Linked DNA regions of Sus scrofa: region 1 is linked to region 2. A link is a contact called in public Hi-C data. All regions are on one chromosome and are shown on one strand. Each heading gives the region's core, a stretch centred on a gene start, on an enhancer-like site or on the middle of the called end of the contact. The rest is flanking DNA. Distances are from core to core; before and after follow the strand shown.

The links. Hi-C and Micro-C count contacts between places; a contact is called where the count stands out from the background.
Region 1: a Hi-C map of liver shows a contact between it and region 2, with 4 times the contacts expected there. The contact joins the promoter of TPGS1 here to the promoter of BSG in region 2. A contact is called at or near these places in 7 of 47 Hi-C or Micro-C datasets (heart right ventricle, liver, psoas muscle and 1 more) and 2 of 2 datasets of contacts at active chromatin or transcription factors (alveolar macrophages and skeletal muscle).

What each region holds. Positions count from the first base shown.
Region 1 is chr2:77,782,057-77,784,779 of Sscrofa11.1, reverse strand. TPGS1 (tubulin polyglutamylase complex subunit 1) reads left to right here and starts at 1,346. Exons shown (of 2, transcript XM_021084307.1): 1 at 1,346-1,729. The coding sequence starts at 1,356. It overlaps MADCAM1 (mucosal vascular addressin cell adhesion molecule 1), which reads left to right. Exons shown (of 5, transcript NM_001037998.1): 5 at 1-170.
Region 2 is chr2:77,741,878-77,744,807 of Sscrofa11.1, reverse strand. It overlaps BSG (basigin (Ok blood group)), which reads left to right and starts at 1,474. Exons shown (of 8, transcript NM_001123086.1): 1 at 1,474-1,557. The coding sequence starts at 1,491.

The DNA of each region.
Region 1 (2,723 bases), core at 97-2,596, 40 kb before region 2:
CAACGAGAGGACATTGACAGGGTTATGGACAGCAGAGGGGCTGACCATGCACCCTTTACCTTGATGGCAGCACATCCAGGCTTCCCAGCTGGCTGGGCTTCCCCTCAGTGAGGCCCCTGGGGAGCCACCCCAACAGTGCAGAGCTGGAGAATAAAGAGCATCTGGCCTAACTTTGGCAGTGGTTCCTGTGGTAGAACAGACATTGGAATCCTCTACACAGCTCCAGGCATCCTCTGCTCTGGGTGACTCCCCAGAGAGACAAGGAAGGACAGACACCCCAGCCCCACCTGGCCAGGGCTCGGGGAGAGGTGTGCACTCTGCCTGCCTGCTGCCCTTCCCTGGGGGGGAAACGGGACACTGACGCTAAAAGAATAATTAGGAGTCCTCAAAAGAAGCGGAGAAGAGAGAGTGCCCTGGTGGCTCAGCGGGTTAAAGACCCTGTGTTGTCACCACTGTGGCACAGGTTTGATTCCTGAACTGGGAATTTCCGTGTGGCCAAAAAAAAAAAAAGCAGCAGCAGCGGAGATTTGTTGGGGATGGCATGGGCAAAGACAGACAGAGGTGACTTGTTAAGGGAAATAGCATCTCTTTGCGAATGGCTGTGGGCTAAGGTGGCGGGAAAGGCAAGACAGAGGGGCTGGATATGAGATTGGCAGGACTGTAGATGCCAGGGACTTCAGCCTGCTATAACTGGGCGCTCTGAGAGAGTTGAGAGTTATAGAGGATGCAGGCGACAAAGATCCCTCTGGTGGGAAGGAAAGGTAATAGCCAGGGGCGAATAATTGGGAACCGTGAGTACTCCACTCACTCAGCAGGCGCGTACCGGGGACTAAGGGCAGAGGGAGCGCAGAGTGGACCCCGAACACAGTCTGGTGCATAGAGGGAGCTTTTCCCCACGAAGTGCTACACAGTCAGACGTAGACTGAATTAGGCTGAGCACAAACGCTGAGTTGAAAATCAGAAAAGGGAGGGGGACATTACTTAGTCCTGGAGGTGGGGTGGAGCCATACCGCCTATGCTCAGCAGGGCGTCTTTGGTAACCAAGGAGACCGGTTGCCAGGGCACCGTGCTAATGAAGGGCTCGCCCACTACCAAGATGGCAAGCAATCCAGCTTCACACCAGAAACCAAGCCCTTCCTAGGGATCCATTTTGGAGTCTGGCAAAATTTAAGTTCCTGGCCCAAGCCAGGAAAACCAGCCAGCACACGTAAAGAGGAAACCTGAGAGAGAATGCCAGTTAGAACCTAGGAGAAAGAGTGGCCTGCGGTGGTGATTTCCCAGTATCCCAGCGGGATCCGGGTGCTCTCTGCCCTTAACCAAGATGGCCGGCCCGAGTCGCTAGCGTACTGTGAAATATGGCGGCGCTTCCGGCCCTGTCGCCCTCAGCGAAGATGGCGGCAGTGGAGAAGCGGCGGCCGGCGATGACCCAGGCGGCCAGTATCACGGACAGCGGCCGGCCAGGGGTCTCCCGAGCAGCTGTGACGGCCGAGAGTGAGGAGGACTTTCTGCGGCAGGTCGGCGTGACGGAGATGCTGCGCGCGGCCCTGCTGAAGGTGCTGGAGGCGCGACCCGAGGAGCCCATTGCCTTCCTTGCACACTATTTCGAGAACATGGGCCTGCGCTCGCCTGCAAACGGCGGCGCCGGGGAGCCCCCGGGCCAGCTCCTGCTGCAGCAGCAGCGCCTGGGCCGCGCGCTATGGCATCTTCGCCTGGCTCACCACTCCCAGAGGTGCGGGGCTGGGCCGGGCCCGGGCGGGTAGGGGATGCGGCCGGACCTCAACTCCCAGCGTGCTCCGTGCTGCTCGCTCCCCGCCTCGGCGCCGGCGATATAGCGTGGGGCTTGCTGGGAACTGTGGTCCGTTGCCCCTGGCGCGGGGTGGGCGCGCACTGCTGTCAGCTGGAGGTTCCCGGCTCGGCCACCGAGATGAGGGCCAGTGCTGCGAGCTCTGGTCGACTTTGTCTTTTGTGATGCCTTTTTGCAGGTGCTGAGCTTCCCTTTGCAGCCCTAGGGCAAGGCCTCCTGCGGGCAGGAGGGGTGTCCGGGAAGGGGCCTGCATGACGCACAGGGAAAGGCCAGCAGGCGCACTGGCCTGGAGGCTGTAGGGCTGCAGTGTGGGGGTCCACAGGGGAAGGGAAGGCCGTGGAACTTTCGCATGGCGGTGTGGAGGGGATGGTGCCTGCCGCCCACCCCCACCCCCAGCTCTGAGCCCATAGAAGGGGATTGAGAAACACCCGTTGAATGTGTGAGCCATACCACGTGGATGGAGAGAACCAGCATCAACCAGACAAGGTTGCTGCTGGATGTAGGTGGGCTGGGACTTAGATTGGGGGTTCCCCAGAAGCAGAGCCTGAGGCGAGCATTCACATGGGGATCACGTTATAAGAAGGTGCTCTCAGAGAACTCAGGAAGGGGAGGAAGCCAGGCAGGGGAGAGTTTCAGCCTAATCCCCCAGCCCCCCTATCTGGAGGCAGCTCCTAAGAAGGGGAGCACAGAGAGGCTTGGAGGAAGCCTGGGTGTGGGGAGGGGTATGGAGAGCAGGCACCCATGCAGAGTGCCTGTCTGTGCCACAGGGGGAAGGGGGGAGTGTCCAAGGTGACAGCCAGAAAAGGGGGTGGCCAGAGATAGGGACCTGGCAGGGAGCAAGCTGGTGAGCGTCCAGAGCTCAGGGCACATGCTCTGAAGGTCGAGTTGCTGCTTTTGCTGGGGCCGAGGTGGCAGGAGT
Region 2 (2,930 bases), core at 225-2,724:
TGTGTCCTTCTGTGTCTGCTTCTCTCACTGAGCATCGTGGTCTCAGGATCCATCAGTGTTGTGGCCAGTGTCTGTGCTTTAGCCCTTTTCATGTCTGATTAACAGTCCAGTGTGTGGGGTGACACTTTTTCTTTTTTTGGCTGCACCTGCAGCCTGTAGACATTCCCCTGCCAGGGATCCAGCCTGAAGTACAGCAGCAATCTGAGCTGCTGCAGTGACAATGCCAGATACTTAACCCCCTGAGCCACTGGGGAACTTCTCTTTATATATTCTATATATAAGTCCCTTATCAGATACATGACCTACTAATATTTTTTCCCATTTTGTAGGTTGTCTTTTCACTTTCTTCTTTGTTTTTGTTTTGTTTGTTTTTGGTCTTTTTGCCTTTTCTAGGCCTGCTCCTGTGGCATATGGAGGTTCCCAAGCTATGGGTCTAATCAGAGTTGTAGCTGTCAGCCTACACCAGAGCCACAGCAACATGGGATCTGAGCCACATCTGCGACCTACACCACAGCTCATGGCAACGCCCGACCATTAACCCATTGAGCAAGGCCAGGGATCGAACCCGCAACCTCATGGTTCCTAGTCGGATTCGTTAACCACTGAGCCACGGTGGGAACTCCTTCACTTTCTTCTTTGAAGCATAAAAGTTTTTATTTTTGTTTTGGGCGCCTATGGCCTGTGGAATTCCCAGTCAGGTATGGAATCTGAACCAGAGCTGCAACCTACGGCATCTGTGGCAACACCAGATCCTTAACCTACTGGACCTAGGCAGGCATCGAATCCACGTCCCTGCTGCTGCAGAGACACCGTTGATCCCATTGTGCTGCAGTAGGAACTCCTATTTTGTCATAAAAACAAAAACAAAAACAAAAAAAACTTGTAAAACACGGAAACCTCAGGGTAGGTTTTCCAGCCAAATATAGGACGGACAGTTACGTTCGATTCAGATAAAGAGTGAATGCTTTCCTTGCACAACTGTGTCCAAACACTGCACAGTACTCTTACACTAAGAAATTACTGGTTCTCTAGCTTAAATTCAAACTTTAACTGCTGTCCAGCTATTTTTATTTGCTAAATTTGGCAGCCCCCACCCCAGGGGGCTGTTCACATCGATCGCCATCGCCTCCCTCGATGCTTTTTAAATTTTTTTGTACACAGAAGTTGAGCATTTTGACCACTTTGCGCGTACAGTTCGGATCTTACTTCGCACTAGGGAGGAGCGAGGCTGCCAGCCCAGCCTCTTAGGCCCCGCCCCGTTTCCTAGAAACGTAGCCACGCCTCAGGACCGCAGGGCCACCCGGCTTCCGTAGCACGAGCCAAAAGGGGTTTGCGCGTGCGTACGTGCGTACATGCGCGTGCGCAAGTGGTGGCAGACGCCCCGTGCGCGTCCCCGCCTCCGCGAAGACGCCTGCGTGCGCGCGTCCGGCGGCCTCCCGGTTCTTATAGCGCCGCAGGCGGCGGTTGCGCGGGGACGGTAGGACGGTAGGATGGCGGACGTGAGACTCGTGGTGTTGGGGCTCGTGCTACTGAGCACCCAGGGCGGCTCTGGGGCAGGTGAGGGTCTTGGGGGCCCTCCGGGGGTGGTGGGGGCACAAACTTGGAATGGAGTGGCCTCCTTCCGCTCCAGGGGAGACCCCGGCTGGGGCGAGTGGGGAGAGAGAATCTGGCCCGGGTGGTGGGGGAGAAGACCCCGGCCCTCGGAGGAGGGAGACTCCGGCCTGGAGCCTACCTGCCCGAGGCAGCATAGGATGGGCCTTTCTGCTCGGTGTGCTGGGGCGGGGGCTGCAGGGGAGCCCCCGGGCGCCGAAGCCTGGCTGTCATCCGAGAAGTGGGCTCTTGTCCCCAAGGGGACGCGGGCACCCAAGTACGTGACGGCCCCTGGGGCTAGCCGGCTCTCCGGCTGAAGGGATTGTCATTCTTCCTGGGATTTAGGTCTCGTGTCTCGCTCTGGCTGTGCAGCTGCTCCTGGGGTCCCCGAACACTTTAACCCTTGTAGGGAGGCCGACACTCCGCTTCCTTTGGTTGTGCCTGATTTCGGGGCCCAGAAGGAGATGGCGGCTAGTCCATCCTCTTCTTTTTACTGGGGTGGAAACTGAGGCCCTGGCCGGTAGGGGAGGTATTCCAAGGTCATCGTGAGCCACTGGGTTGGGAGTAGGAAGCGTGGGGGCGGGGGGAGCTGTTTTTACAGTCGCACAAACAAGCGTTTTGTTTTCAGAGCTCTTCACAGGAGCGGTAGACTGTGGGGTGGGAAGACGTGTTTTAGAGAATGGTCTTTGGAAGATGGATTAAGGCGTGTTTTCCCCGGAGAAAGCAAGCCCTCCCATTCTCTCTTTTGCCTGAGAGGGAGACATTTTCTTCCCGAATCGATGGGGACTTCGTTTGGTTCTCAGTTAACAATTCATAGTGAGCGGCAGGGAGAGAACAAAGTGCAGACCAGCTGGGCCTGAGACTTCCCCCTGGGGGAAGCAGGAGTGTGCCAGCTTCTATCCTCAGTGGCTGCTGTTATAGCAGGAAACTGCATAGGGCTGGGCAGGGCCTGGGAGGGGCTGCTTCTTGTAAAAGCTTCACCAGCTTTTCAGTAAGTGGGTTACCCGTGACCCACTTCAAGGCCTCAGTTTCTTTCCTTTTCCTTATAATCACAATGGGCATTTATTGACCGCCTCTGGGCAAGGGCACGGCCCCTGGCAGGCGCGCTGCCTGCTCTCTTTGGGAAGAGGAGCCCCAGGCAAGATGAGTGCCCTTTAGATGCAGCCCTGGCCAGAGGGAAGGGAGGGCCTTCCATCTTCCTCTGCTGGGAGCACTACTCCTCTGTCATCACCTTGGGGCTGTCCTCAAATACGCACATCACCTGGGGTGTGTGCAGTTGGTAGTCCTGGTGAATTTATGCTGTGTCTGTGCCTTAGCTTTCCCTTTTCACTTCCTGCCTT